Linked DNA regions of Mus musculus: all the other regions are linked to region 1. Evidence: chromatin contacts called from public promoter capture Hi-C data. All regions are on one chromosome and are shown on one strand. Each heading gives the region's core, a stretch centred on a gene start, on an enhancer-like site or on the middle of the called end of the contact. The rest is flanking DNA. Distances are from core to core; before and after follow the strand shown.

What was found. Promoter capture Hi-C pulls out the DNA fragments that hold promoters and counts their contacts. Capture Hi-C pulls out chosen DNA fragments and counts their contacts.
Region 2: a contact with region 1 is called in a promoter capture Hi-C map of pre-B cells, with 5 times the contacts expected there. The contact joins the promoter of Haao here to the promoter of Thumpd2 in region 1. A contact is called at or near these places in 3 of 39 promoter capture datasets (embryonic stem cells, hippocampal neurons and pre-B cells).
Region 3: a contact with region 1 is called in a promoter capture Hi-C map of the 3T3-L1 cell line, with 12 times the contacts expected there. The contact joins the promoter of Mta3 here to the promoter of Thumpd2 in region 1. A contact is called at or near these places in 4 of 39 promoter capture datasets (the 3T3-L1 cell line, hippocampal neurons, liver and 1 more).
Region 4: a contact with region 1 is called in a promoter capture Hi-C map of liver, with 4 times the contacts expected there. The contact joins the promoter of Strn here to the promoter of Thumpd2 in region 1. A contact is called at or near these places in 2 of 39 promoter capture datasets (liver and pre-B cells), 1 of 484 Hi-C or Micro-C datasets (CD4 T cells) and 1 of 9 other capture datasets (liver).
Region 5: a contact with region 1 is called in a promoter capture Hi-C map of pre-B cells, with 4 times the contacts expected there. The contact joins the promoter of Fez2 here to the promoter of Thumpd2 in region 1. A contact is called at or near these places in 2 of 39 promoter capture datasets (liver and pre-B cells).
Region 6: a promoter capture Hi-C map of pre-B cells shows a contact between it and region 1, with 5 times the contacts expected there. The contact joins the promoter of Kcng3 here to the promoter of Thumpd2 in region 1. A contact is called at or near these places in 4 of 39 promoter capture datasets (embryonic stem cells, hippocampal neurons, liver and 1 more), 1 of 115 datasets of contacts at active chromatin or transcription factors (astrocytes) and 1 of 9 other capture datasets (liver).
Region 7: a contact with region 1 is called in a promoter capture Hi-C map of pre-B cells, with 6 times the contacts expected there. The contact joins the promoter of Cox7a2l here to the promoter of Thumpd2 in region 1. A contact is called at or near these places in 8 of 39 promoter capture datasets (the 3T3-L1 cell line, 3T3-L1-derived adipocytes, the C10 cell line and 4 more), 1 of 484 Hi-C or Micro-C datasets (pre-B cells), 2 of 115 datasets of contacts at active chromatin or transcription factors (acute myeloid leukemia and embryonic stem cells) and 1 of 9 other capture datasets (adipose tissue).

What each region holds. Positions count from the first base shown.
Region 1 is chr17:81,063,606-81,067,836 of GRCm38.p6, reverse strand. It overlaps Thumpd2 (THUMP domain containing 2), which reads left to right and starts at 2,752. Exons shown (of 10, transcript NM_028138.1): 1 at 2,752-2,902. The coding sequence starts at 2,777.
Region 2 is chr17:83,845,334-83,849,485 of GRCm38.p6, reverse strand. Haao (3-hydroxyanthranilate 3,4-dioxygenase) reads left to right here and starts at 2,696. Exons shown (of 10, transcript NM_025325.2): 1 at 2,696-2,849. The coding sequence starts at 2,770.
Region 3 is chr17:83,704,725-83,708,569 of GRCm38.p6, reverse strand. It overlaps Mta3 (metastasis associated 3), which reads right to left and starts at 2,386. Exons shown (of 17, transcript NM_001379391.1): 1 at 2,285-2,386; 2 at 104-171. The coding sequence starts at 2,312.
Region 4 is chr17:78,734,994-78,739,245 of GRCm38.p6, reverse strand. It overlaps Strn (striatin, calmodulin binding protein), which reads left to right and starts at 2,685. Exons shown (of 18, transcript NM_011500.3): 1 at 2,685-2,992. The coding sequence starts at 2,759.
Region 5 is chr17:78,416,522-78,420,326 of GRCm38.p6, reverse strand. Fez2 (fasciculation and elongation protein zeta 2 (zygin II)) reads left to right here and starts at 2,175. Exons shown (of 8, transcript NM_199448.3): 1 at 2,175-2,494. The coding sequence starts at 2,244.
Region 6 is chr17:83,629,580-83,633,795 of GRCm38.p6, reverse strand. It overlaps Kcng3 (potassium voltage-gated channel, subfamily G, member 3), which reads left to right and starts at 1,901. Exons shown (of 2, transcript NM_153512.1): 1 at 1,901-2,833. The coding sequence starts at 2,178.
Region 7 is chr17:83,512,518-83,516,637 of GRCm38.p6, reverse strand. It overlaps Cox7a2l (cytochrome c oxidase subunit 7A2 like), which reads left to right and starts at 2,305. Exons shown (of 3, transcript NM_009187.3): 1 at 2,305-2,434. The coding sequence starts at 2,363.

The DNA.
Region 1 (4,231 bases), core at 1,503-4,002:
TGTATAGGAACGGAACCAAGACAGTGGGCTGTGCTCTCCTGAACCAATCAGTGTTAGGCTGGAACCCCTGCTCTCCCCCACACATGCTGGGAAACCCTGTCTGCCCTCCTTCTCCAAACCCTAGCCCCACAGAGAAAACTCCCTCATCAGCTTGGAGAAAACTTTGAGCTAACCTGTCATCACTCCTTGTCTCCCCATTTCCAGCGACCCACTCAAGAGAACCCACTCAGGAACTCAGTTTTTGACCATGTGTGGATACAATCCCAGCTCCTAACTAGCATATCACTCCTCGCTGAAGCTCTATAAAACCCCCTTGCTTTTAGCCCGGATGTGTGACTTCACTGACCTCCACCTGTGAGATTGGTGAACCTACCTGAGAGCTGGCTCCTAATAAGCCTGCCTTTATCTGTTTTTTATCTGGTCTAATCTGGCCTTTCTCTGTGTCACGGGGGGGGGGGGGATTGGGGGGGAAGAGAGGAAAAAGCCTATCAATTAGGAATCAAGACAATGCCCCAGAGACATGTCTACGGGCCACTCTGATTGAGACAATTCTTCAATCAAGGTTCCCTCTTCCCAGATGACTTCCGTTGACAGTAAAACTAACCAAGATATGAGCCACAATCTTGAAATCATGCGCACAGTTATTCTTTCCTCCATAAGGACGTTTCCACTGTCATGTATCTTGTTGCATCGAGGAGAAAAATAACTCCCGCAGTTGGCTCTATCAATGGTTCTTTAATCTCTTGGGGAAAATGGGACAAGGCCAGGTACCAACACTCAACAGCATCAGTATAGAGGAAAGGGTAGTAGCAAGAATGCTGCTGAAAGACCATCCTGGTCATTCTGAGGGATATTCATTCCCCTTGGCTACAGAATATGTTGCTGAGATGACAGGAAGAAGGAAAGCAACAAGGTATGTTGCAAAGAAGTTCAGGGGTGCAGTGATCTCCTACCCTTTAGCACCCCAACTTTCCTACTTTGTTGCCCACACTTCCTTTCCTTTATTCCATGCCTGCTCACAATAGCCACTGCGGATAGGATGGTGTTCTAGTATCATTTCTGTTGCCAGGATAAAACAGCCTGACTGAAAGCAACTTAGGGGCGGAAAGGGTTTGTTTGGCTTACAGTTCCAGGTTATGGAATTAATGTGCCACCTCGACACTCGGGAGCAGCAAGAAGATAGAGAAATGGAGGCTGGCTTGCTTGGTTTCTGGTTATAAGCAGAAACTCCTTCCCGGCTTAGGGAATGGTGCCACCCACAGTGGGCTGTGTCAGTTAGCAAGACAAACCTCCAGAGACGTCAGCACAAGCCAACCTGATCCAGTTGATTCCTCGGTTGAGGACTATAAGTGATTTTAAGTTGAAGCAAGTCGAAAAAAAAACCTAACCACCCTAGGCAATTATAGCAATCTTCCTAGCTGAGAGAGACTTCCTGTGTTGGTCTTTCTTTTAGTCTTATGCCAATGAATTGCATCCAATTCAGCACCAAACTAACTTATTACCTACCGAGAGTAAGCCTGTGTATGACTATGGTATCCGGATGAATGAAACTATCATCTCCCCAGGAATTTCGCAGCCTAAAACATCTGCATTCTGATAGTCAATTGCATGCATTAAACACCTTTGAAATTAAGGGAATCGACAATCACATCAAAACAGGGAGAAACTGTGAAGCAAATGTCTCACAGCTACTCCAGTTTAAATGTGCATCTTGAGGTGAGATAAAAATGACTAAAATTTATTATAGAAATATACAGAACTGACAAACATGAAAGAGAATTAAAGTCTGTCCGTTCTAAAATTGTTTCTGTTGACTTCCAACTTCCTCGATGTTGAATAAGTAATATTCAAATGGCAGATTGCAGCTGGGTAAGTTAAATTCATCTGAAGGCATCTGAGACTATTTTTTTAGTACAGACTATGTATGTATGTGTGTATGCACGCACATGTATGTATATGCAGGAAAATATGTGTGCGGCGTACATGTGCATGTGTACACATAGAGGCCAGAAGACAACCTCAGGTATCCTTCCTCAGGTGTTGTCCCTCTTTTATTTTTAATTTTTGGGGACAGGTCTAGGGTGAGCCACCAAATGAAACAACTTAGAGCTGACCTTTGGAAACGCTCAGGTGACGGGACTCCATAAGGAACTTGGCTCTACTGCCCCAACCCTTCAGGAGCTGACCACTGGTTAAGGGGCAAGAGAATGTCAGTTACCCACTGGCATTCATTTCTGGACCTGGAGAAATATTCCTCTAACAGTTTCTAATATCTGATTCAATATAGAACTACATAGCTAATTTAATGTTGTTGAATTAGAGATAGATTTTTATTCTATCTATATCAAATTTTGTCATTTTAAAACTCAAGAGGTTTTTCTTTAAAAAAAAAAAAAACCATTCAAATACCGTCACTAGCTCAAATCGATTAGACTAAACTGGATGGCACATTCATTATTTACCTATGTGATTGGCCAGATTCAAGAAATGTAACAAGTGTCGGGAACACAAAGACATTTTGCTGGAGAACAAGAATTTCTTCTCTTGATCCTGAGTTCACCGGTTCGGCCCAGTCTTAGATGAAGACAGTAAGGACAGCATCCCCAGGACCCTTGACAATCAGAGATGCCTGGCTGCAGGAGGCTCGCTGTAGTTTCCGGGACGCCCCATAGAGGGCGGGCCTGCAAAGGCGACGCTCCGGTGCGCGTTCCACTGAAGGCTCCCAGGCGCGCTCCCGAGCTCACGTGACCGGGTCTCGGGGTCGCGCCTGAGCGCCATGGCTGTAGCCCAGGCAGACCCGGGTTCTGACCCCGCTGGCGGCGCCCGGTTCTTCTGCACCGCGGGCCGCGGCCTGGAGCCGTTCTTGATGCGGGAGGTGCGCGCGCGGCTGGAAGCCACGCAGGTGAGTCGGGCTCACCGTGCTCGGGGGGAGCCACGCTCGCCCCGGGTCCCCTCTTGGCACCAGCGTGGGGCTCAGGCCCGGGAAGGACTTGTGAGCACCCCATCCTTGGCGTGCAGTGGGCCCCATCCGGGACCTTTGATGACTGCTGAGAGCAACCGGCTGCTCTGGTGGTTTCGTTCTTTATCCAGTATGGTCACTGTATATCTGTCACAGCCAAAGTTTTAAACAGAGGGGTGCGGAAGCCACTTTTGTCTGGGATTCCTTAAAAAGAAACTATGACATGGCAATAGCTAGAGTTAGAATCCTTCCTTTATACCTTAAATGCAGATATACTTCCCGGGCTTACTTGTTTGAGTCTTGTTACTTGACAAGCTTGGGTTTTACATTGTAGGAGGACTGTGAGACATGCCCAGTACACCCACAACACACGTGGTAAACAGAAGCTAGAACAAGAACTCTCCCCTGCTACCCGTGCGTTTCAATGAGTGACTAGTGAACAAATTCCAAACGTACCAGGATGTGCAAACTGAGTTCTTGAAAACACAGGGAAAGGATGTAATAGGATAGGTCGGGACTTTTGTGTGTGACATGTTCTTGGAAAGGGGAAGCTTGCTAAAACCAAACTAGCTGTTCGCCTCTGGGGAGCAGTGTTCGAAGCCCACAAAAGGAGTCTCTGCCACGGTGAGGATCCAGATGGAGATGGTGGAGATGCAGATGGAGATGATAGAGGTGCAGGTGCAGTGGGGAGAGTTGCCAAGACTAGCATTTAATCTAAATAAATTTAATCTAAATTAAATATCTAAATAATAACCTCCGCATTCATCAAGGATTTAAAGTTTGTTGGGTTTTTTTGTTTGTTTGTTTTGGTTTTAATTGTGTGTGTTCTCATACTAGTGAAAGCGTGAACCATCAGCTCATCTCCCTGGAGCTGGAGTAACTGGTGATTGTGGGCTGCCCTGCGTGGGTGCTAGGATGCAAACATGGTTCCTCTACAAGACTAATACCCAGTCTTAACCAGGTGAATCCAGTGATGTATTCAAGTTACACAATTACAAAATGATGTTGGTGATATTCAGATTCTGAAATCAAGCATAACTATATAATGTCCAACCCAGCCACATGTGGGCATATACATGTTGCAGGGCACTTGATCACACTGTGAACCCCAAGATTGTGCTATTTACTGAAAAAACAAAAACAAACAAACATGTTTCTATTTGTGGTCTGGCTCAGCCCTTAGCACATACCTTTAATCCATCTGGCTGGAATACAGGCATGCCCTTAGCACACATCTTTAAGCCCAAACAATGAAAGTCAAGTTAGTTTGTA
Region 2 (4,152 bases), core at 1,447-3,946, 2.8 Mb before region 1:
GGATCGGAGCCCTGAGTAGATGCTGTTTTCCTCTGATTCCATGGCACAAATAAGCTCCTGTATACGGAGGAAAGAGGTGGCACCTGGGAGCAGCCTGATGTTTGATCTTGATTATTAACTTGATGGGATTTACAATCACCATGGAAACGAGCTTCCTGACACATCTGTGAGGGAGTTGCTAGTTAATTGAGCTGGGGAGGCCCACACTAACTGTGGGTGGCGATAGTCTGTGAGCTGCCTGCCTTTCAGGCTGAGTAAGAAGGCGACTGGGAGCTGAACATCAGCACTGGTCAGCATCCAGCTTGCCTCCTGCCCGTTGATACCATACAATGGGCTGCCTCAAACTCCCGTCGCCATGACTTCCCCCTCAAACTGGGAGCCAAAATTAACCCCTTTTTGTTCCAGCAATAGGCAAAGCAGCTAAATACAAACAGGTACAGTCTGGAAGGACCAAGGATCAATATCTGGAAGGCCCCAGTCAATCGGGGACTGATCAATGGCAGAACACATGGGTAAGAGGGGAACTGTATTTTCTTAACACTGAAGTCATCTGAATAATGAGGCTTGCCCGTGGTACCCTAGAACAGTGTTTTATCACATAGTCCAAAGTAGAGGGCATCTCTCACAGTGATTATACAAATATATCTTAGTTTGAATCTAGAGTGTTCATGTCCTCAAATTCTATGTACAGCCTCACGTCGTTTGATTGCATCAATTAAAATACAGGGTAACTACCACTCTGTCCTCTGTAGGAAGTGTCAGAACATCTGCTGGTTTGCAAGCAGCCCCTCCCCTTGGTGTGACTTCGATTGCCTTCTCCTTACCTTCTTAACTCCTCCCCCTTCCTCCCCATTTAACAGCACCTGAAACAAGCCTGACACATAGGTCATAGGTCCCTGCATTGCCTGGGTTTTGTTTACACCCATTTGACTACGGGGAGATGGGAAACATAAAGAAGGTTTGAGTTATTTAGGTACCAAACAATGTTCTGGAAGGAAATGCTTCAATAAATACTTAGCTGAAACATGCCAAGTGAATAATCAAAAAGATAAAGCTGTAGAAAGGGGCAAGGGTGGTGGAGAGGACACAAGAAGGCCCCTGCCAGGTGCGTGAGATGCTTGCTGAGAGCCTGTCCAAGTTTGGCTTACACCAGCAGAGCTTTTAATTCTGAGAAGAAGAGACTCTGTCAGGCTGCAGACAAGCGAGGGTGGCCATGAGAGCCACGAGGGAGCCACTAGGAATTCTTCTATTCTGTAGTCTGTATTCTGGGCTCAAAGGCCTGAGACCATTTCTTCTCCCTCGCACTGACTTCTGTAGTTCACTCCCTTTCAGTTCTCCCAAGAATTGTGAGTCCTGGAGGGTAGGTGGTCCTTGCCTTCCCCTCTTCCTCCTACGTTTCCTGCCCCAGGGCAACCTTGGCTGAGGAGCCTCTAGTCTGGCAGGCTCTGGGGTGGGTTTGAATGTGCTTGGCCTGGGGAGTGGCACTATTAGGAGGTGTGGCCTTGTTGGAGGAAGTGTGTCAGTGGGGTTGGGGAGGACTTTGAGGCCCTCCTCCTAACTGCCTAGAAGACAGACTGCTCCTGTCTTCTTTTAGAACAAGCTGTAGACCTCTCAGCTCCTTCTCCAGCACCATGCCTGCCTGGGATGCTGCCATGCTTCCCGCCATGATGATAATGGACTGAACCTCTGAACCTGTAAGCCAGCCCCAGTTAAACTTTGTCCTTTATAAGAGGTCTTGGTGTCTCTTCACAGCAATAAAACCCTAAATAAGACAGACACCTAGGACCATCTTCACCTGTAAAGGTCTTCACATGTGGGTGGCTTAAAACATGCAAGGGTGGGGATTGTAGGTTTATGGTGACATCCATCTGTAATCCTAGTACTGAGGTAGAAGGATAGAGTTTGAGGCTAGCCTGAGCTACATAGCAACCTGCCCAACATTCTGGGTCACAAAGTGATTTCTTGTCTCAAAAACAAAAACCAAATAATAAAATATAAACAAGACGTGTGAGGGGACAGGGACATTCTGAAGCTCCATGGCAGAGTTTGCCTAGCACACTAAAGACTCTGGTTCAATTCCCCATGGAGGGGTAAAGAGCTCACTCAGACCAGTGCTGGACACCTCATTCCTGCCCACTACTACTAGGCGCCAGGGCTGCCGAGCTGGACCAGGCCTCAGCTGCAAAGCAAGGTGAGGACAGGGTATCTCAGGTCTAGCCAATCACATCTGCAGGACTGGGCCAGACCTCCGTGCTCCGGAGGAGACTGGATGCAGCCTGTTCATTGCCTCCTGTGATGGCCTCTGTGTGCTCCTGTTGCCTTCAGTCCTCCTTGTGCTCAAAGTCTCCGATTTTCAAACCTTTATTCTCCCAACACAATGTTTCTTTAGAGGCAGGGCAGAAGAAGAAACCCGAAAAGCTGAAAGCCCAGCGTCCTGCATCTTACATGGGCCCAGTAGGTACCAGAGTCCAGCTTCGGTCCAGAGCAACTAGGTGTTGGGAGGATGCTGGCCATGTCCCAGGAGGCGGGTCTGTTCTTGGGCTTTGATCCCTGCTCCGGCGTGTGTGCAGGGGCAGGGCAAGTAGTCTCAGACTCTAGAGCTGCCCCCTCAGAGTGGCAGGGGATTGCTCAGCTCTTTGACCTCTGGTAACCTAATTAACTAGGTGGCCAACAGGAGACTGCGCAGATCGCAGGTCGCAGATCGCATCACTCCAACCTCCCGATTACCTGGCCACCACGTTGTGGGCAGAAGAGTCCTGCCTGCCGGCCATGGAACGCCGTGTGAGAGTGAAGTCTTGGGTAGAAGAGAATCGGGCCTCCTTTCAGCCTCCGGTTTGCAACAAGCTTATGTGAGTCGCCAGCACCCGGTGACTACAACCCACCCTCTTTCTTACTCCTCTTCCCTCAGCTGTCCCCTCCCCCTCTAACCTTGCGTTCCATCCACTTGGTGCTCTTCTGGGGAGGGTGAAAACGACCTGTTTCTTCTTTCACTACCTCAGTATGTTCCTCTTTCTGGAGACCACAGACTTGTGGCCATGACTTCTGAGACCAGCTTGTGTGTCTCTGAGGCTGTGAGAGATGAGGTGGCAGGGTGTGACATTCCTTCCTTCCGCAGCTGAAAGCACCTTTCCAACCCACTGCCCCCATGCACCTTGGGGAGAACCTGGTGTTCAATGCCCCGGACTAGAACTTAAGGCCTGGAGGCCTAGAACCAAGCACCTCAACCCTTGGCAAACCCCGAAGCTATGGAGTCAGATGAACAATTCTTTGGATGAGGGGGCTTGAATTCCCAATCTTCCTGCTTCTATTTCCCAAGTGCCACAACACCCTGTTTCTGAGGTGCTGAGGGAAGAAGTCAGTGAATGCTAGGCTCCCACTTTTCCAAACGGAGCTGCATCCCTAGTCCTGGGGATTCTTAATTCAGGGCTCAAGGCCAGGACACAAACACCAGACCCACCCAAGTCTCCTCTAACTACAGCACAGACTGCCTCCTTCCCCTCCCCCTCCCCTCCCTCAGTTCCACAGCAGAGCTTCTTGCACCACCTCCACAGACCCGAACTCCCCGTGTCTGTGTGGCTATAAGTTATTTCCAGTGGGCAGTGTCCCAACCCAAATGGCTCCAGACATTTCCACCCCAATGGGAAGACTAGCCAAGTATATCACATCGTCTCCTTGACTTCTCACATAGCCCCCCATGAGTTGGGATTTAATAAGTAACTTTCCCAATGTCACAGAACTAGAGGGGGACAGAGTCCATGAGCAAGCCCAGGAAGAGTTTGACTACAAAGTCCACGCATGCTCTTGGTCACTGCGCAATACCCCCGTAGCTAACCAGGACAGCCCCCCCCCCCCCCCGAGCCTCCTCTCTTCTGCCACTGCTGCTTTCCTGTTTGGAGCTTTACCATTTTTGTCTCTCTTCTCCACGTCTTCCCTGTCTGCTGTCTCTCATTTTCACTCCTCCCAGCCTTCCTCCCTCCAAGCCCGTGGGCATTTCTCTGATTCAGTCCACATCAGCCTGGTTAGAAGCAACTGCCTGCCCAGCCTCCAGGCCTGCTTACCCCCACGCCCACCCCACCCCCAGCAGACTAGCCTCTAGAACTTCTCGAGTTCGCCATCATGATCCTAGGGCCTCCCTTTATTCAGTCAGTCGGT
Region 3 (3,845 bases), core at 1,137-3,636, 2.6 Mb before region 1:
CCTGGAACTGAAAGTAAAAATCACCTCTCGGGCCCTTTACCCAGTAACCCTTAAAGGGGAAGCGCTTCGGTGTTGGCCAGGTGATGCCACACTGCTCACTCACCTTGTTGAGCTCCTCTATCCGTCTGATGAGGTACGGGTTGCTGGAGGAATTCTCAAAATAAACGTAGTCTGCAAACAAAAAACGCACAGGTCTTTTCAACCAAGAGCTCACATTTGACAGCTCAGAGCCCTTTTCTTGTTTTTGTTTATTTTCCGTTTTGTTTTAGACAGGGTCACATGAGATAGCTCGGCATGTCTCAGAGAGCTTGCCTTGTTCACCAGACTGGCCTCAAACTCACAGCAGAGACCTGCCTGCCTCTGCCCAGGACTGGAGAGCTGGGATTAAAGGTGAGCCACCATCTCTTGGGCTACAATTCCCTATGCGTTAGGAAGTAGGCAAGCCACTGTAAGGCAGCCTCTGTAAGCGGTTCCAAGTTTATCACCGTCCTAGAATTCCCACCCCTGACGAAGTAGCCCAAGCTCATCTAGAACTAACTCAACATCCCCCAGCCTCACACACTCAAGTGGAGATTAGTGGTATGTACCACGTACCACATCCTGCTTACATTTCATTTTCTTTTTGAAAATAGCAGTCCGGGCTGGCAAGAACTGGTGAAGTAATTGAGACTGGCCTTCAACTCCTAAGCCTCCTGGCCCAACACTTACAGGCTGAATTTACTGGCATGTGCCACAGTGGTCACCCTTGAATTAATTATTTAATTTAAAAAAAAAAACAAAAAAAAGCATGGCTTGCTGTAATTGGGGGGAGTGGGACACAAAGGCAGGAGAATCACAAAGCAGAGGCCAGCCTCGTGCTACATAGCAAGACTTTGCCTCAAACAACAACAAAAAGCACAGGTCTTAAATCCCAGCACCTATGGAGCAGAGGCAAGCAGATCTCTGTGAGGCCAGCCTGGTCTAGGACTGAATCCTAGGGCATCTAGGCCTAAGTAGACACCTTGCCTCAAACAACCAAACAACCCCACCACAACATGATAGGCAAACCCCTTCATCACTATGTATCAGAGCTCATCAACGCAGCCTCCCACTAGCGCCTCATCCCTCCAATCCAACCAGCCCTCAACAACGATTCTTACATAAAAGTGTTGACCTGAGACAAATCAGGAGAAAAAGAAAGGCTTAACAGCCCAAATTCATTTCAAACATCAACTTAAAAAAAAAAATCGGCAGGCAGAATGTGTAAGGGCAAGCAGGTATCAAACTTTTCCTTGCTCTACCTGGGATGGTGAGGAATAGGGGCTGGGTGTTGGGTTGTTTTTTTTCCCCCCTTTTTTTATATTTGATTCAACTCCATTTAGACCCTTCTTATAAAGAAACCATGGCAAGTTTTCAACCAAAGGTACAGGATTTTTCCTCTACAGAGTGGCTGGAAACTTCCCACTATGTGTTTACCTGAGAGACTAGACTGCACAGTCACGGTCTACCTAGGCGGCTCTCTCCCAGCCCTCTGCTGCTAAGTGGCCTCATTTAGCCAGGCCATTCCCCCACCATCATCCATCAGGAGCTCGGCTAATGAGCAAAGACGGAAGAGCAAGTCTCACTCACAAACACGCCACTTATCTGAATTATTATTTTACCAGGAAGGAGGGAGGGAGGGCGTCGTGAGCAGGGAAAGTTTGTTTGACCTTATTTCTCTCTCTTCTGCAGAAGGCTGGAAAGACAGACAGCAGAGCCAACGTCCAGGCTGAGCTCTACTCCCTACCTGGGGCTGCGGCTCCCTGGCCCCACACACAGCCCCACTCTCAGGGGGACTGAACGGGAAACCGAAGGGAATGGGGGGTGAAGCAGCGACGGTGCAGGGCCCGGGCTCTGCAAACAGGCCTGTCGAGCTCTGCCCCCCACCTGGGCCACCATCGTCCCCAGCCCACGCTAACACCGAGGCAGAAGCCGGGGTTTGGGGTGAGGGGTGCTCAAGCCCCCCTCCCTCGTGCCCAAAAGCCACGCGAGGGAAAGACCACTCAGCTAGGGGGCTTGCAGGGGCTCTGTCCCTTTGGGGCGTTCGTAAAGGGGGTGTCCGATGCGTGTCCCCAGAAGAGGCCTGGCCCCGAGACGCCGGGCAGGAGCGGTGGGGGAGGGGAGTGGGGGTGGGGATCCCCCTGCGCCCCGCCCGCGGCGCCCTCAGCCCCGGGCTCCCGGGCTGCTGGCAGTAAGCGTGCGCTGCCCGGACCCCCGCTCCCACCGCCCGCTCCCCGACGGGCCGGGAAGGGCCGAGCCTTCCTACCTCCGACCCGGTACATGTTGGCCGCCATGTCCGCCCGCCCGCCCGCGGAGCCCGAGCCGAGCCCCGCCCGCCGCCGCCGCCTCAGCCTCGACCGCCGCCGCTGCCGCCGCCGCCGCCGCCTCGCCACGGGGGAGGGGGAGGGACGGGGAGGGGACACCGAGGGAGGGGGCTGTGCCCGCCCCCAGCGCCGGCAGAGCGACGCCGAGCGGGCCCGGGAGGCCGGAGCACGGCGGGAACGGGGCGGCGGGCTGCGGGGGGCCGAAGACCCCAGGGGCCACCCGCACTAGCCTCGGGGTAGCACACCAGGGTCAGGGGCTGTGGAAGAACCAGGGTGGGGACAGAGGTTCAGCCACTCCGAGCGTCTCTCTCGCCCGCGTCACCTGTCCACCTTGGGACAGGTTCTCCTTTCCTGCTTCTGTTCCCCAGGGACACCCCTCTATGTGTGACCTCAAGCACACGAACGCCCTTCTGGGTACAACTCTCCGATGCAGCCAATGCAAGCGACAGATGCTTGTTTGCGTCCCTCCCTCGTGGTGAGAGGACGTTTGGTGGCTTTAGAGCCTACAGGCCCTGGGGCCAAGAAGACCCTACGTACTTGCAGCTTGCTCAAGTCTGAGACCCAGCTATGAAAAGAACTGGAAGCTGACTTTCTCACCCCGACCACACTGGCAGGTCAGTCGTGGCTGTGCCAAAACTGGGCTGAACAAAACCGACCCCCCCCCCCACACACACACACACACACACACATCCTCTAGCCCTGCCTCTAAACAGGCTTTGTGTACAGCGTGTGCTTTGACCAGGGGAGGCCTTCAGCACAAGAGGGCTTCCTTTGCCGGTAGAAGAACAGGGTTTCCACAATCCGCAGTTTTCCCCCCATCAAAAGGAGGAGGTCGTGTCTAACAGCTTGGGGTTGCTGGTCAGCTAACTAGTTTTATGTCAAAAAGCACGTCCTCGCCCCAATCCCCGTTTTTGGTTTTTTGGTTTTTTTTTTTTTTTGCATTAATGGGGATTGAAGCCAGGTCTTTGCACAGGCTAGTCATTTAACTATAGAACTAACTTTTCATGTTTGTTGGTTTGTTTTTAAATTCTTAATACACTTATTTACTTATCTATCCATCCATGCATCTATTTATCTATCTATCATGTGAGGGCATGAATGCTATGAGATATATATGTATAGGTCTATCATAGGAGTAGAGATTGAACTCAGATAGTCAGGCCTGGCTATACTGAGCTACCTCACCAACATTACTTGTTTTAATACGGGTCTCAGTTCAGGCTGGCTCTTGTAGCCTCCTGCCTCAGCCTCCTGAGTGCTGGGTTATATTACAGGTGTAGGATCACTTGTCCCATCAGAAAGCTCTTAAGTGGCTAGTTTTCCCATGCTGAGTAGCTATAGATCCCTTTTCACGTTCCTCACACCCTCTATGAGGTTTTGAATATAGATGGTCCTCATAGTACTAAACACCTGTAACCCTAGTATTCCATAGGCAAAGGCTGGAGGCGCTCCAGTTTGTGGCCAGCTTGGGATACAGAGCGAGATCTTCCTGACTGACTCTCC
Region 4 (4,252 bases), core at 1,436-3,935, 2.3 Mb after region 1:
GAGTGTAGCATGTGTATGTGTGTGTGCATGTCTGAAATCCATGAGTGTAGCATGTGTATGTGTGTGTGCATGTCTGAAATCCATGAGTGTAGCATGTGTATGTGTGTGTGCATGTCTGAAATCCATTAGTGTAGCATGTATATGTGTGTGTGTGTGTGTCTGTCTGAAATCCATGAGTATTCCTTGATTAATCCCCAGCTCTATTTTATTTTTGTTTGTTTGTTTTTAAATAGAGTCAGGAATCTCTCACTGAACCTAGAGTTCATCTGTTTGGCCAGACTGGCTAGTCACTTATATCCATAAATTTACCTGTCTCTACTTTATATCCTGCCATCTCCCATTACTGAATTACAGGTCATTGCCTGCACCTCGCTTTTATGTGTGTGCTGTGGATTCAAACCCAGTTTCCCATGCTTAGATGGCAAGTACCTTATTGACTGAATCATCTACCCTGCCTTATTATCTATGCATTTAATTATGTTTTATAGTCTTTTGTGAATCAGTTTAAAGCCATTGTCTTGTCTGACATGTCTTCTGTTAGAGGAAAAAAACAGATTGTTTAACACCCAAGCTTATAAAAATTACTTAAATCGCTCAGATGAAAAAGTTCCAATCTTAGCCAGGTGGTGGCACACACTTCTTTAATCCTAGCACTTGGGAGATAGAGGCAGGTAGATCTCTGAGTTGGAGGCCAGCCTGGTCTTACAGAGCAAGTCCCAGGACAGCCAGGGCTACACAGAGAAACCCTGTCTCAAAAATCCAAGAAACAAAAAACAGAAAGAAAAGGATAGGGAAAAAAAAAAGAAAGGAAAAAAATTCTATTTATGTTTTCTTGGTTCTGATAGATATAAGAGTAGTCAGCATGTTTTTAATTAATTAAAATTAAATCAGATAGATAGAGAAATATATAACTAGCCCTGGCTGTCCTAGAACTCATGCTGTAGACCAGGCTGGTCTCAAACTCAGAAATCTGTTTCCCTCTGCTTGTCTCTTGTCTCTGGGCTGTGCCACCATGTCCAGCTTAATTTTTTTAAGGTTACTGGGCTAACAGGCAGGTAATCTGGGTGCTAGTTTTGGTAGTCATCTGTCATTCAAGGTCTCATTGAGGACAGTCTCAATTTCTTGAGCTGTGAATGAATCAGGCTGGATCTCAAAGAACATTTAGAGCCAAACTAATTTATGACACAAGGAATTTGGCCAGGCCTGGATCAACTTTTTATGATAATAAAGAATGAATTCACAAAGCAGAAACATTCAGTAACTGAGCAGAGGGCTTTGCCATCGCTCTTTGCAACCCGAGCAGAGACAATGTGTTTCCTGTCCTTTTCACAAGTTGCCATGGGAAGACCAGGGAACAGAGAGGACAGGGACAGGATGCCCTTCCCTTGCAAGTCACTCATCAGCTTGTATCTTGACTCTCTTTTTTTCTTTTTTCATGTCCACCAGATCAAAACAAAATTACAATTTTTTTTTGTTGGAGTGACAGATAAATAATTACTTAATTTCGTTTTCATTTCTTAAATGTTCTTCAGGCACATTCCTTTCTCCAGTTGGTGTAGTGTAAATTTATAATGATAATAGTTATCAGGGTACTCAGAGAGGGAAAACACTGGCAAACCACTTAGAAGGAAAGGATTTTAGTGTGCCTTTGGTGTAAAGATCAATTGCCCAAGAAATTAGGAAAGCGACAAGTGGGAAGGGGAGGTTCCCGGGTTCAGGAGTGCAATAGAGCAAAAAGGGACTTTGTTCCTTCTGATTGTAGCCCTTAGGGCTCTGTGACTCTATATGTATGTCAACCTCCTTTTGATGACAAGAACTGTGACATCTATCTTTATATTCCTGGCACGGAATATTACTGACAATAAAATACTTGTTCAAGCGAATTGAGTGAAAACTGCCGCAAAGATGGGGGGAAAAATGAGATTGGACAGGCAGCACTTCTTTATTACTGGAGATCTAAAACTTTGGCAGAATTTACAAGCAGGATTAGCACAGAGAAAGGGACTTTTAATACTAATATTTCAGACCAAGTGTTAAACTGGAAATTAGAAAAAGCCCTCATGGCAAATGTCGAACCTTAGCAGAAAGAGAGAAGACCAGAGTTCCTCCTCCTAAGGGAAAACTGGTCTGTTAACAAGCACTGAGCCCCTCTGGGGATGAATGGTAGGCTCGATGGCAAGCCGTGGTCCAGGGGTGTCGAGGCTTTGATGAACCCCGAAAAGGGCGACGAGGGGGCAGACGACCGGATGGCTTGCCCAGCGCCTATTTCTTAACAAAACGACCAGGAAGCCCTAAACTAAGTGGAGCTAGGGCTGGTACTTGGCGTGATAACTTCCGCGTGCGAATATGCAACAGGGAGCGCCGCTCGCGAACTTCCGCATGAAGGGAGCCTGCGGCGGCGCGACCCGAGGGGCATCGGCTGGCCGCACTGCCGAAGAGGAAACCCGCGGAGCCGTCAGGGGAGGGCGTGGCGAGGAAAGGGCGTGGCTTCGGTCCGGCCTCCGAGAGGCGCAGGCCTACAGGCAAGCGGGGTTCGCCACGCCCCGGGACTACATTTCCCGGCAAGCCCCGCGGGCCGCAGTTGACCCACTTCCCGGCCCGTCACGGGCTCGCCCGGCCCCCGCGCCCGGGCGGCTGCTCCCTGCTGACTGGGGTGTGGGCGGGGAGCGGCGGAGGGAGGAGGCAGAGCTGGCCGCCGCAGTTTGCCGCCGCTGCTGGGCGCCTAGGCAGAGAGCTCCCCGGGGTTCGTGCGGCCGCCATGGACGAGCAGGCGGGGCCCGGCGTCTTCTTCAGCAACAACCACCCGGGAGCTGGCGGTGCTAAGGGGCTCGGGCCTCTGGCGGAGGCTGCAGCGGCCGGAGACGGAGCGGCTGCGGCGGGGGCGGCCCGAGCTCAGTACAGCCTCCCGGGGATCTTGCACTTCCTGCAGCACGAATGGGCCCGCTTCGAGGTGGAGAGAGCCCAGTGGGAGGTGGAGCGGGCGGAGCTGCAGGTAAAGACCCTCCCGGCCTGGCGGTCCTCATCCCGCCTCTTCTCTCTCTTCAGCCCCGCCCCAGACCCTTCGCCCCCTCCCCCAGCCCGCTCGCGCCCCCTCCCCCTTGCCTTGCGCCCATCACTTCCAGAATCTCATCCCCCTTCCTCCAGTCACCTTTGACTTTTTTTTGCTGATCCCACTTCCTTGAGCCTGTTTTCCCACTCCTTCTGATCCATTTACCCTCCCGGCGGCTGTTTTCCCCACTCTCAACTCCGGTGCTTATTCCTACTGGTTTGCCATGCCACATTTTGGGGTTGTCTGTCCCTTTCGGTTTACTGATTGGGTTGACAGTAGTTTTGAGAGACTCCGAGCAGATCATCCTGGCTCAACCTGACGCACCCTAGGTCTAGAGACGTTCCTCGCAGAAGGGTTTGGCAGTTGTCTATCGCTCACTCTGCAAGGAAGGTGACCAGAGAAAGCAACACAAGTTGTATCAGTGAGGCCTTGGCTTTCCTCGAGAAACTGATGTTACTAGCAGTGTCAGCTCCAGTTTTATGTCTGAAAATGTTTCCCTGTCTGCCCTTTGACCCCATCCCGCATTCGCGTTTGGGTTAGACTCATAGGTTTCAGTGAAGGATTTGATTGATGGGAGTCAGAAAATGGGCAGAGGTGGGACATCTTTTCACAGAATCTCAAACTTCCCAAGAGTTGATTTGTATGTCCAGAGCTTAAAAGGAACTAAAGGGGCTTCAGGGCTACGTTGCCCCCTTGCATAACCTGCCAGATAAAGCATGCTTATCTGAGAGGAGCTCTTGTGCGCCAGAGAAGCATGAAAGGTTGGTAACTCACTGGTCACTCTGAGTTGGTAAGTAGGTTTACTGTGACTGTTTATAAAACTTCCAACACATACACTAATTTCCAGAGGAACTCAAAGAGCTGTGAATTGTGCCTCTCTGTTTTATGGGCTAAATCTGTATGCTTATGAAATTTGAGTACAGTTTTAGTTTGTTTGCGAAGCACTCGAAGTGTGTTTCTTTTTTGGTTTTTGGTGGTTTTTTTTTTTTTTGGCACAAAATATGAAGAGAAAGAAACACTGAAGAGACTCGCTTGTAGAAGCGTACTGCTTTGAGAGATTGATGTGGCCACAGAAGGAGCAAACAGGCAAGGTTATGGTAAATAAGTCTCTGATAAAGGCTGGGCTTGAGTCCGGCTCTGTGACCTTGAGGGGATTCTGTGACCTCTCTGGGCTTCAGTTTCAACCCTTACTTATTCAGCACA
Region 5 (3,805 bases), core at 926-3,425, 2.6 Mb after region 1:
GATGCAAGAAGAGGCACAAACCTTCACATCAAGGCTGGATGAGGCATCCTAGTAGGAGGACAAGCATCTTAAGAGGAGGTAAAGGAGTCAGAGACACCACACCCCATTCCCACTGATGGGAGTCCTCCAAGAACCCCAGGCTACACAAGCACAGCCCATAAGCATGACCTAGCCCATAAGCATGACCTAACCTATAAGCATGACCTAGCCCATAAGCATGACCTAACCCATAAGCATGACCTAGCCCATAAGCATGACCTAGCACAGCTGCACACAGGCTCCATGCTTCAGGCTCGGTGAACACTCAGTATTTTCTTTCTTCGGTTCTGTATTTTCAGATTAATTATATGTTTAGGTGATTTACATGTTACATGATATACTTTTCCATTTTTTGATATGTAGGAATTTGACTGCACTGCACTGTACGGCTGAGATGTTGCCATTGTCAGCATTTGTGTGACACATTATTTAACGCATCCTAAAGCTGGTTTTCCATCTTCTCTAGTTTTGAATATAAGTGCTTGAAATTGTTTTTCTCAGATAACTTTTCTTTCTTTCAAAATTTAGTTTAAGTTAAAACTTTACAAAAATCTTTTCCCTCTCAGCTCCCCCGGCCCCTAAATTCATGGCCTAATTTTCTTTAACTACCACTGGCACATGTACAAACTAACCTTTCTTAATCTATCAAGTGAGGAAACTCCTTCACACATGATCATTTTCATAAAGGTCTCTAGGAGCTGGTAGGAAGTAAAATAGGTATAAAGTAGATAAGTTTGAGTGAAGCCAACGTACAAAATTAGGCTCTATGGAGTGATAAAGGAGGCCGGCTTCCTCCTCAGGGGGCCCCTGGTGATGGACTGTGTAAACCCGAAGCTGGTGCTTTGGTTCAAGCTAGAAGTTAGCTGAAGGGAGCAGCCTGTCAGGAAGGAGAAGAAGTGCTGACAGGACATACTGAGTGAAGGGGCGAGGGAACAGAAACTTGAAACTGGGTAGTTTCTAAGAAAGGCTGAGTCAAAGAGTCTAGAGAAAGGCTGGGTGGAAGAGCATGGTACCACAACATGGCAGAAATGGGTCTCCTGTTGAATGTCTTCTTACATTCTACCACTTAACACTTCCTTTTACCCAAGGAGGGGCAGGTATTGTTTGCAAGGAAATTCATTGGGCATTTTGTATTTAATTATATATAAAACGAGCTCACTGGATTGAGTTGCCCAATAAATTTTTATACAATTCCTGAGTAGACACTATATATGTATATATATATATATATACATATATATTCCCTTTTAAAATGTACTTTTCTCTCATACAATCCCTTTGACTGCAGTTCCCCCTCCCTCAACTCCTCCCAGTTACCCCCTTCCCCCTCTTCCCCAGCTGCATTGCTCCTCTGTTTTATAACATTTTATAATATATTATTGAAAGATGTTTCACCCACCTGAATGACACATTTGAAGGAATAATGATTCTGTCTATTATTGGGCATTTACTGCATCTGCCTACTTTCCTTGATTTTTGTTGTAGTTAAATGCATGTGATAAAACTATAATCCTAGCCATCTTCAGGGTACAGTGTATATGGCATACAACAATCACTGCTCTTTACCTTCATGGATAATTTTATTTTGCAAATAAACAAACAAATAAGAAGCTAGGTCTATGAAAAGAAAGCTTTCCATACCTCAGCCATGCTTTTACAAGATTTAATTTTCATTAAATTTTAAAGGTCGGGCTACAGTAATGAAGAAGTGACCATGCATAGCAAGCAGGTGAGTATTTATTGTTGAGGCATTTTCTAAGTACTTTGAGCATATTCACTCACATAATTATTAGCAAGCATGCGTTTTGCACATGGGAGAGATGTATTTGTGGAATGGATTTTGGTACCAAGCAAACATTTCCCAGTAAATCTTGTCAATCTAGATGGAGTGTTAGAAATGTTCCTATGGGGCAAAAATCTGACAGTAAGTAGGTTTAAAGAAGTCTTCCTTTTAGCCACTTTTAGACAGGGACACTGAGGGAAGTTGTTTCTAAATGCTCAAGAACATCGGAAGTGACTCAACTCGGTTAAGGTCTTCCAGAAGACTCAGGAAGGGAAGACTTTAAAGTCAGCTTGGGTCTCCGCTCAACCAAGAGCTGGAGGACAAGGGGCGTGGCCTCAAGTGGGCGGGCACCGTTGGGGCGTGGCCTGGAAGCGACAGGGCGTGGCTGTCTGACCGGGGCGGGGCGCCGGCAGCGGGCGCGATGGCGGCTGACGGGGACTGGCAGGATTTCTATGAGTTCCAGGAGCCGGCCGGGAGTGTCCAGGAACAGGAGAACTGTAACGCGAGCCCGGAGGCTGGCGCGGGGGCACACGCGGGCGGCGACAGCTTCCCGGCGCTGGCTTCCAGCCTGGAGGAGAAGCTGAGCCTGTGCTTCCGCCCCACGTCGGAGGCCGAGCCCCCACGGGCGGCCGTGCGGCCCATCACGGAGTGCAGCCTCCTGCAAGGGGACGAGTGAGTGCGGGCCCCGGAGCGGGCGGGCGGGCGGGAGCGGCCCCAACCTCGCCCTGCCCCCGCCGCAGCCGGGAGTCCCCACAGGCCCCGCCCCGCGCCCTCCTTCTTCCTCGGTCGCTCTGAGCCCCGCCCCGGGGCTGCCGGCCTGGCCCTGGAGTTTAAATGCCCGCTGTTGCCCTGCCTTCCTTCCCCTTGAACCCTCCTGCAGACCCCTGTGTGCTTCCTTGTGGAGACCCTGCCTCCTGGGGCACGTGTGGCTCAGTTCATTCATTCAACTCGCTTTTCTTAAAGCCCCTGTCATGGGGCCTGGCACTGGGGATGCCGAAGTGGGCATTGCTCCTCTCAAGTAGGACACAAAGTGGGATGGGACATAGGTTGGTTAAGCACATGTTTTCCGAGTGTAATGAGTACTTTGATAGGTATTTGTACCGGATACGGGAGATTTCAAAGGGGATGTCCGAATGAAGACTTTATAGCCGCTAACTGAATCCTTGATGGAGATCTGGGAGTTAGGCAGAGTGCAGAGGTGTGAGTTACCATTGAAGTTATAGAAGTCTCTTGGGCCCACAAGAACAAACTGTCACAGAGGCAAAAAGTAAATGGTAGCCCTTACTAATGATATCTAATAGTGTATCCAGAAGACCAGTGCACAGCAGCAATGGCTCCCGTTTTCTCTGTGATTAGCTTCAGTGTGATGACATTCACAGGGGTTGATGAAAGCGCTTTATTCAGACACTTTTAAACCCAATTATTGTTTGTTTACACGAGAGTTGTAATTATGTACCGCATCTTTTCGTGAAAATCTAGCCAAAAGAATGGTGCGAGCCAGTGAGCTCGAGTGTTTTGTTTGCAGGGTGAGTGGAGACCCTAAGAGTACTGGCCCTCTTGGAAGGTGATGGGTAGGACCCGTTTCCAGAACATTGGGAACACAATGGTGGCCGGAGACACTACATGTTAGTGAGGAGAATTGAAACAACAGCATTTTTTATTACATCTTAATAATTTTGTGTGAGTACTTGTGTGATTGTGGACGGGTAAAGCAAGCCTGTCAGACGCATCCTTGGAGTCAGACCACTTGTACAGTCAGCTTCTCTCTCTCTCTCTCTCTCTCTCTCTCTCTCTTTTTTTTTTTTTTTTTTTTTTACAGATCCCAGGTCTCCGGGGTCATTGGTCTTGCTTGATGCCCGGTATCTTTAGGCACCAAAACCATGGGAGGAATTCTTGAACTATGATAAGATTCATGGCATTAAAGAGTTTTAATTTCTCAAGGAATTAGGAAATTTACCAAGAGAGAGCAGAGAGAGAGGACCT
Region 6 (4,216 bases), core at 652-3,151, 2.6 Mb before region 1:
TTGCTTGTTGCTTTTAGAATATTTTTAACAACTTGCTGGTGAATTGGCTCTTGCTGGTGTGAAGCCAGGCTGGTAGCTGGTTCTCACCTGCTTTTATTTATTTATTTATTTATTTATTTATTTATTCCTCTGGTCACTGTGTCCTATCCATTACTAAGACCTGCTAGATACTGGGCTGGGTTTCTCATAACTGGCTTTCATTTTTACTGACACGAGGTTAGGGCTTCTATTCCTGGCTTGCTGAAAGAGCCTTTTCCTTAGAATAACCCACGGGGCAGAGCGTCTTCCTAAACTAAGGCTTTCATCTAGCCACTTCTGTTATTAAAGCTTCAGGGATCCCATTGCAGATAGCCCGGCATGGACACAGGTCTTAGAACTCCCGTTGTTCCAGCCAGACAAATGCATTAGCTTTCTTTACAGTCGCTAATCTTTCACATCTGGCATTTGCTCCCCCGGAGTCCCTGGCTCCTTCTGCCAGCACCTCCTTCCATTCCGTATTGAATTCACTTCCTTCAGGATGTTTTCCTTGCTTAGTAGCTACTTAGCAGATAAATAACTCTTGTTTTTGAGCTTTTAATCACATTAAGTGCTTAAAAAAAAATGATCCAAGTCTAGGGATAAACAGCTTATGGAGATTTTCATTCTCTAAGAACCACCCAGGGTGACTTTGTCAGAAAGAGAACTCAAATTTGCAGGCGGCTGTTTTCACTAACATCTATCCGAGAAGCAGAGCAAATGACTCCTTATGGTGACCTCTAGCGGGCACGGGGCAGTCCTACAAAATTAGGAAAGTGGAGGGGGAAAGCAAAACCCTTCCCCAGGTACTCCATGGTCACAGGAGCCCATCTCACCCCTCCACCCTCCCTATTCATTTTTATTTCCAGGGTTTGTTTTGCATCTAACGCCGTCTCCCTTATATATAACTCACCTGTTTCTTGCCTTTGACGGGCTGGGTTGCCGGTGTCGGATGTGTAAACTGCTGTTTAAAATAATGCCTGCCAAGTCGAACCCCACTCCACCAAGCCTTAACCCTGCCTCTGCATTTGAAGGCCGGTGCCGCAGTCGCACGGGGGTGCTACGGGGAGGGAAGGAGTGGACATCGAGATAGCATGAAAAGGAGAATGCAAGATCGAGGCAATAAGACATTCTGGTCTTGCCAGTGAAAGAAAATTCTCTCCAGACTGCTACCCGACTCCACCGGAGGCATCGTGAGAGCGGTGTAGGCGCCTTCTTAGGACCCCAAGGCTGGGAAAGATGGGGGACTAGGGCGAGTCCGTTGGCCCATGGCATCCCTCAGGGAGCAGGGGGTGGGGAGAGCTTGGTGCGCGGCCGCCTTCGGAGCGCACGGCACGTGGGGTGCCCCACGCGCGGAGAGGAAGCGCAAAGTCTGCAGGCAAAGCCGCGACTGGGTTGCCTGCTTTGAGAAATCCTTTGGGGCGGCCTTAGAAGCCGACCAGGGTTTCCAACAGTCTCTGGCAAAGGCTCATCCAGACGCCGTCTGCTCCCTACTTCAAACCTCGCACCTTGGTCCTCACCTCAGCACCCCTCCTTCCCTCCTGTCTCCTCCCTTCGGGGGACTCTTTAAAGGAGCCTGGGGGAGGTGTGTCCATCATCCGGATGGCCCCGGGGCTCCCCGCAGCTCGCATCACGCCCTGCGCACCCCTCCCGGCCACTGCGGGCGGGGGCGCACGGCGTCACGAGGCGGGGAGCCCGAGGTCCGGGGCGGGGCGCCGGGGAATCCCAGCCGGAGCGAGCCGGGAGGTGCGGGCGCGGGCGGGCAAGGAGGTGCGCGCGGAGGGAGCGGAGCGCGCGGAGCCGGCGGGCGAGGAGGAGGACGGCGAGGGAGGCCCCGCCCCCGCCTCCCGGAGCCCGCTCCTCGCCGCCGGAGCCGGCTCACTTTGCCTTTCGCCTCTGGACGGCGGCGGGGCTGCGTGCGCCGGGGACCGGGCAGACCTGCCCACGGTGCCTCGGCTAACGTTCGCCCTCTGGGAGACCGGCGCCACCTGGAGCTGCGGCCAGCCACCCGGATTCGGGAGGGCGAACCCGGGAGCGAGGGGCGGCGGCACTGACACCGCGGGGGACGCGGGCGGTGCGGGGCGCGAGCCCCGGGGGAGCTCGGGCCCCGACGGCGCGGCCTCCCCGTGCGCGCGGCGGGCAGGCCCCCGGGGCGGCCAGCCATGACCTTCGGGCGCGGCGGGGCGGCCTCGGTGGTGCTGAACGTGGGCGGCGCCCGGTACTCGCTGTCCCGGGAGCTGCTCAAGGACTTCCCGCTGCGCCGCGTGAGCCGGCTGCACGGCTGCCGCTCGGAGCGCGACGTGCTCGAAGTGTGCGACGACTACGACCGGGAGCGCAACGAGTACTTCTTCGACCGACACTCGGAGGCCTTCGGCTTCATCCTGCTGTACGTGCGCGGCCACGGGAAGCTGCGCTTCGCGCCGCGGATGTGCGAGCTCTCCTTCTACAACGAGATGATCTACTGGGGCCTGGAGGGTGCGCACCTGGAGTACTGCTGCCAGCGCCGCCTAGACGACCGCATGTCCGACACCCACACCTTTCACGCGGCAGACGAGCTGGGCCGCGAGCAGCCTCGTCCCGCCGGACCCGAGGCGGCCCCCTCCCGGCGCTGGCTGGAGCGCATGCGGCGGACCTTCGAGGAGCCCACGTCGTCGCTGGCCGCGCAGATCCTGGCCAGCGTGTCCGTGGTGTTCGTGATCGTGTCCATGGTGGTGCTGTGCGCCAGCACGCTGCCCGACTGGCGTGCGGCGGTTGCTGACAACCGCAGTCTGGATGACCGGAGCAGGTACTCCGCCAGCCCTGGGAGGGAACCCTCCGGGTAGGACGCACTGCTTTTTTTGCCCGTCCAGTCCGTCCAGTCCCGTCTATCCGTGCCGTCCGTCCGTCCGGTCTCCGTCCTGTCTGCCTGGCAGCTCAGCTAGGCTTTTTTCCTGCCCCAGGAGGTCCCTGGCGCTCCAGCCGAGGGGTGTGAGGAATCTATGGGTCCCCAACCCCGCCCCCTTTTCACAGGCGCAGCCTGTGGTTGTGCTTGGGTCTCACCTTTTAGAGTAAAACCTCCAGGCTTTGTGTTTTAGTTCTGACCAAATAGCAACCTGCTAATTAGATTTTCCAAACTTTTATTGCTAACACGCAATAATTTGCACGATGATTCAGTTTGAGCTAAGAGCTCTTTGAAATATGTGCCAGTACTGGTGGTGTTTGAAAAGATGAAGTCTCATTTCGGTGAAATGTGGTCTGCTTCAGTGCCCACACATTCTGCACACCCTGCTCCCGGCGTAATGTGTGCTGGGATGGAATCCGTATTATAAAGGAGGCTAATTTAGTGATAGACTCTGAATAATGGGTGCCTGTGCCCTTTTTCCTCTCTCCTTTCCGAGCAAGTGTGGACCTAGCAAATTCCTCTCCTCTGTGTGGCATTAAGGATTTGGAGTTTCATTCAGAGGGTCTTCAGTGTGGAGAAGAAAACAAAAACAGCTATTACCTTGGGAGAGAAGAAAAAGCGAAACTTCCCCAAACCCAGAAACAGGATTCGGTCATTGAAGTGTCTTCCCGCCTCCCCCCACTTTACTAGGATGAAAAGAAAACACTTTAATCTTTCCTGAGCTCATGCTTATCTCTTAATGGTGATAGCACTCTCCTGTTTTTAGAACAAGTGAGTTTATTTTGCATATTTGGTGGGAGGAATAAGCAGACTAAAGTTGGACTTTCCGAGCAGACAGCCATTTTGGGCATAAAACCCAAACTGTATATTCTCTTTCACCCTTTGTTTGATAACTCTTCTAGGAGCCTTCACCCATTCATTTTCTGCCCTAATTTTTTTCCCCCTTCACTTTCAAGTCAAGACCGTGTCCTGTAATCCTTTCCCGATGGGCCTGTGTGTGCTAGGGACTGTGGTAAGTGCAGACCCAGCAGCAGTGCATCCCTTCCTCTCTGTATGAATCCTAACAGTAACTACCGTGGACTGGAAGCACAGAGCCCATTGCCAGCATCCCATCTTGGCATGAAATCCAAGACCTGTGCTTTGAAAAGAAGAAACTTAGGAACGTCCTGTTTTGTGTGTTGGGTCGGGTCTCCACTTCACAGAGAGGGATCGATTCCTTGGTACTTCCTTGATACGATGAATTAACTTTCCTTTATAAATAAAGTGGCCTTGATAATATTTTTTTTTTGAAAGCATCATAGAAAAATGAGCCTCGAGTGA
Region 7 (4,120 bases), core at 1,056-3,555, 2.4 Mb before region 1:
GATGGCTACCCCTCCATTGAAGAGGGAATGAGGTTTCACAAAGGGCCATCATCAGGCTTAAATCATTCAGCTGCAGAGAAACTAGAACTCAAACAGAAATTGTGATTTTTTTAAATTTCTTTTCTTTGTGTTACATCATACCATGCCTTTGTAAAGGTATCACCCTGGCTAGACTTATGTCAACTTGACACACAAACTAGTGTTATCTGAAAGGAGGGAACCTCAATTGAGAAAATGCCTTCATAAACTCTGGCTGTAGGGCATTTTCTTAACTAGTGATTGATGTGGGAAGACCCAGCCCATTATGGGTGGTGCCATCCCTGGGCTGTTGGTCTTGTGTTCTATAAGAAAGCAGGCTGAGCAGGCCAGAGAAAGCAAGCCTGTAAGATCTGCCCCTTCATGGCCTCTGCATCAGCTTTGGCCTCCAGGTTCCTGCCCTACTTGACTCCCTGTCTTGACTTCCTTTGGTGATGAACGGCAATGTGGAAGTGTAGGCTGCATAAACCCTTTCCTCCTCAATTTGCTTTTTGGTCATGGTGTTGGTTGCAGCAACTAAGCCTGGGTGGACAGTAAGGTTGGATTACTCATCATTAGAAGCTGCTGGAATCTTTGCTGTTCAGGGTATTTGAGGTGCTGAAGACAAAGGCAGGATGCTAATTCACACCCTTGCTCTAGAGTGCTCAGCCTTGAGTCTTTTCTTCTTATTCTTTAAAGATTTATTTACTTATTATATGTAAGTACACTGTATCTGTCTTCAGATCCTCCAGAAGAGGGTGTCAATCCCATTCTGGACGGTTGTGAGCCACCATGTGGCTGCTGGGATTTGAACTCAGGACCTTTGGAAGAGCAGTCAGTGCTCTTAAAACCGCTGAGCTCTCTCTCCAGCCCTGGATTTATATCTATTTATCTGTACTCTTGAGCCTGGTGCCTGACTCTGCCACTAATTGCTGTCCTCAGCAAGTCGCTCCGTTCTTCTGTGCTGTAAAATAGAGATGGTCATAGTACCAATTCTCGGGTTGTGGGGGTTCAATGCATTTAGAGAAAATACTATGTTAAGCTTGGCATCATCAGCTATTCATTACCAACTTACATTTAAAATATAGTATGCATAAATCTATAATGTGTGTGCAAAAACCTCTGGTTAAATGATAGGACTAAAAACTTGTTCCTGGAGGTTAGGAAGCCGGCACACTCTGTTTATGCAGTATTCGACTCAGAGTGGAAGCTTAAGTCACACTGCATGGTGCGGCAGAGTATAACCATAACCAGGAAGCTGTAACTGCGCATCATTCAAGCAGAAGGTAGAGATTTCACAAGTGTTCCCAGTCACCTCCCCTGCATACGTTTATCTCAAAGAACAGGGCCTAGGAAGAGATGAGCAACCAAATGAATGCTGACAAAATCTCACTCTCAAAAGCGCAAGATGCACACACAGGTGCTTTAAGTTTACGTCTACACAAAGCCTATAGATTCTTCCCTCTTCTTCTCCCCTCTCTCTCTTTCCTTCTCCCCTCTTTCCTTCCCTCTTCTTCCCTCTTTTCTCCCTTCCCTCTCTTTCCTTTCTTCCCTCTCTCCCCTTCCTCTTTCTTTTCTCTCCTCCTTCCCTCTTTTCTTCCCTCTTTCCTCTCTCTCCCTCACCTCTTTTTCCTCTTCCCCTCTACCCCTTCTTTCCTTTCTTCCTCTCACCATCTCCCTCCTTGATCTCTCTTCTCTTTTCTCCCCTTTCCTCTTCTCTCTCCTATCTCCTTCTCTCCCACTCTCTTTCCTTTCCTGTCACTTTTCCCGGCATTGAGACAGGATTTTGCTTACAGGCGATGCACTCACGGCTCCAAAGAGCTGTTCTTGTCATAACTGAGGTGAAATTCCTAACAACCCTTGGTACATTAAGACCCCTCAACAGATACTAATAACCCTGAAATGGGGCGGGACCTGGGCCTGACGAGACCCCACCCACGTCCTGGGCCCGCCCCCGCTCTAGGCCCCGCCCAGAACTCGCTCTGACCGACTGTGTCGCTCTCAGCCGCCCTCTTTGTCCACAGGACGCTTGCGCACCTGTCAAGGCGCCTTGGCACTGCCCACATCCAAGTGAGTGGTACAGAGAAGCCTGAGTTTTCGGGAAGCCTGAACACAGCCTCTTTCCATGTCTTTTAGAGTTTGTTTTCGTTTCTAGGTCTTGAGAAAGCGCGGTTTTTTCCCCCCGACGTTGCGTAGGAGGCTATGTTTTAAGTCAGGCGTTCTCTAGACAGTCCGCATTTTGGATTAAGGTCCTTGCGCTGAGCTTTGGGCGGGCCTAAGGGGAAGCCGGGTCCTTTTCTAGGGCGGTCGCACAGGCAGCGGCGGTGCGAAGCGGGCCTCCGCCAACATGTACTACAAGTTTAGCAGTTTCACGCAGAAGTTGGCTGGAGCTTGGGCTTCGGAAGCCTACACCCCGCAGGTACACTTTTGCCGCGTCGCCTTGGGCCGGAGAACAGCAGCCCGAGGCAGGCAGTTGCGAGGTTCGAGCCGTGAAGGGTTTCTGCCGGCCGACCGGTCCGGCTTGCTGGTGTCCCCTGGTGTCCTTAACCACGCAGGCTTGGAGCGGTCGCCGAGGTTTCTGGGTGTGTGCTGCACCCTAGGCGAGGTTTGCATGGCACTGAACTCAGGTCTGATACCTTGCGGGGGTCAAGGTGACCCCTGGGGTGGTTGCTTGTTTAAGGTGGATTTCCCGTAGAATCTGTGAAGGATTGCAGAAGGTGACATAACTGTGTTTGGGTTTCTGCTCTCTCTGGTTGAGGTGGCCTTTGTGACTTCCTCTTGTTACTGGCCCTGTCACAGCCCAGAAAGCAGCTTTACCCAGCTACCAAATGGAAGACTGGGAGGGCGGATTTGAGAAGCTCGCTCATAAGGCATGGGAATATATATATGTGTATACATACATACATACATACATACTGGGGAAAGCATCGGAAGTGACACCCAACGAGGTTTATGCTTTTGCTAGTTTTAAAGTGGCAGACGGTGACCGTTGACTACTGGGCAATCTGACATTATCCAGGTTCCAGTTAGATCCTATCAATGGCGTTCCCATCTCCAATCTCAGTGTTGTGAAAATGTGGTATTTTAGAGTTCCACTTAATACTGGGTTAGTACTGAATTTAGCAGCCTTAATCTAGTGACCTTGACTGCCCCTTCTAATTCGGGGCAGCATTAACTTGGGTTAAATGTGATGTGTCGAGTGAGCAGATTTTCTGGCAGATGGTTGGTGCTGGATAAATGCTATATATTCTCCTGAACTGAATCACTGCTCAGCATAGTTCGAGAAGCCTTGGTGGGACACGAAGCTGAAAAACCTTGAATAGTAAGTGACCTGTATGGGCTGTAAAAGAGATTGTCATTACTGCCTCTTTTCTACCCCTATGGGACACTCCATCTTAAGGGACAGTGTTTAAGTATGATTTCATTACAAGAGTAGATGTGCTTTCAGGAGAGAGGAGGCCAAGAAGGGTCGTATGGGAGGTTGAGGAGGAAAAGTCTCAAGAGTGTTTAGGTGTTCAGTGTCTAGTGCTGTGTTGTGTCTGGTAGCTGCTGAGGTTTTATGAATGTGGTGCTTAACAGACATGGCTGCTAGTAGGCTCTTTGCTGCTGGAGAGATCATAAAAAGAGAGAGAGAGAGAGACACCATCGTTCTGTTACAGAAATGTGGAAGGAAATGAGGAAAATTCACTCAAAGAACAGTCCAGTGTTAGAGGTGAGCAAGTGTGGTGTCAGTGGAACCCAGTGTAATGAGTTGTAAGGAAAGAACTGCCAGTATGTTGACTGATTTCTTGACAGACGATGTAGGTAAATGGCTGATTGCATTGTATCATCATCTATAGTGTATTTTCAGTGCATAGAGATGGTATGTTACTTTAGGCAAGGTTTGGCATACTTATGCCATGTGACGCACTCCTTTGTTAGTACCCAGACCATAAATTATACCACCTGCAGGAAGGTCTCTCAAACTCGCATTAAAACCCCTGTCTGCCTTCCTGTTTTGACATTTATCAGTTATAAATAGTTCTGCCTGTTTTTGAACCCCTGTAAACCCCACAGAAACTTCACTTTTGAGGTTCCTTCATGTTACAGCGTATGAGTTGTTTCA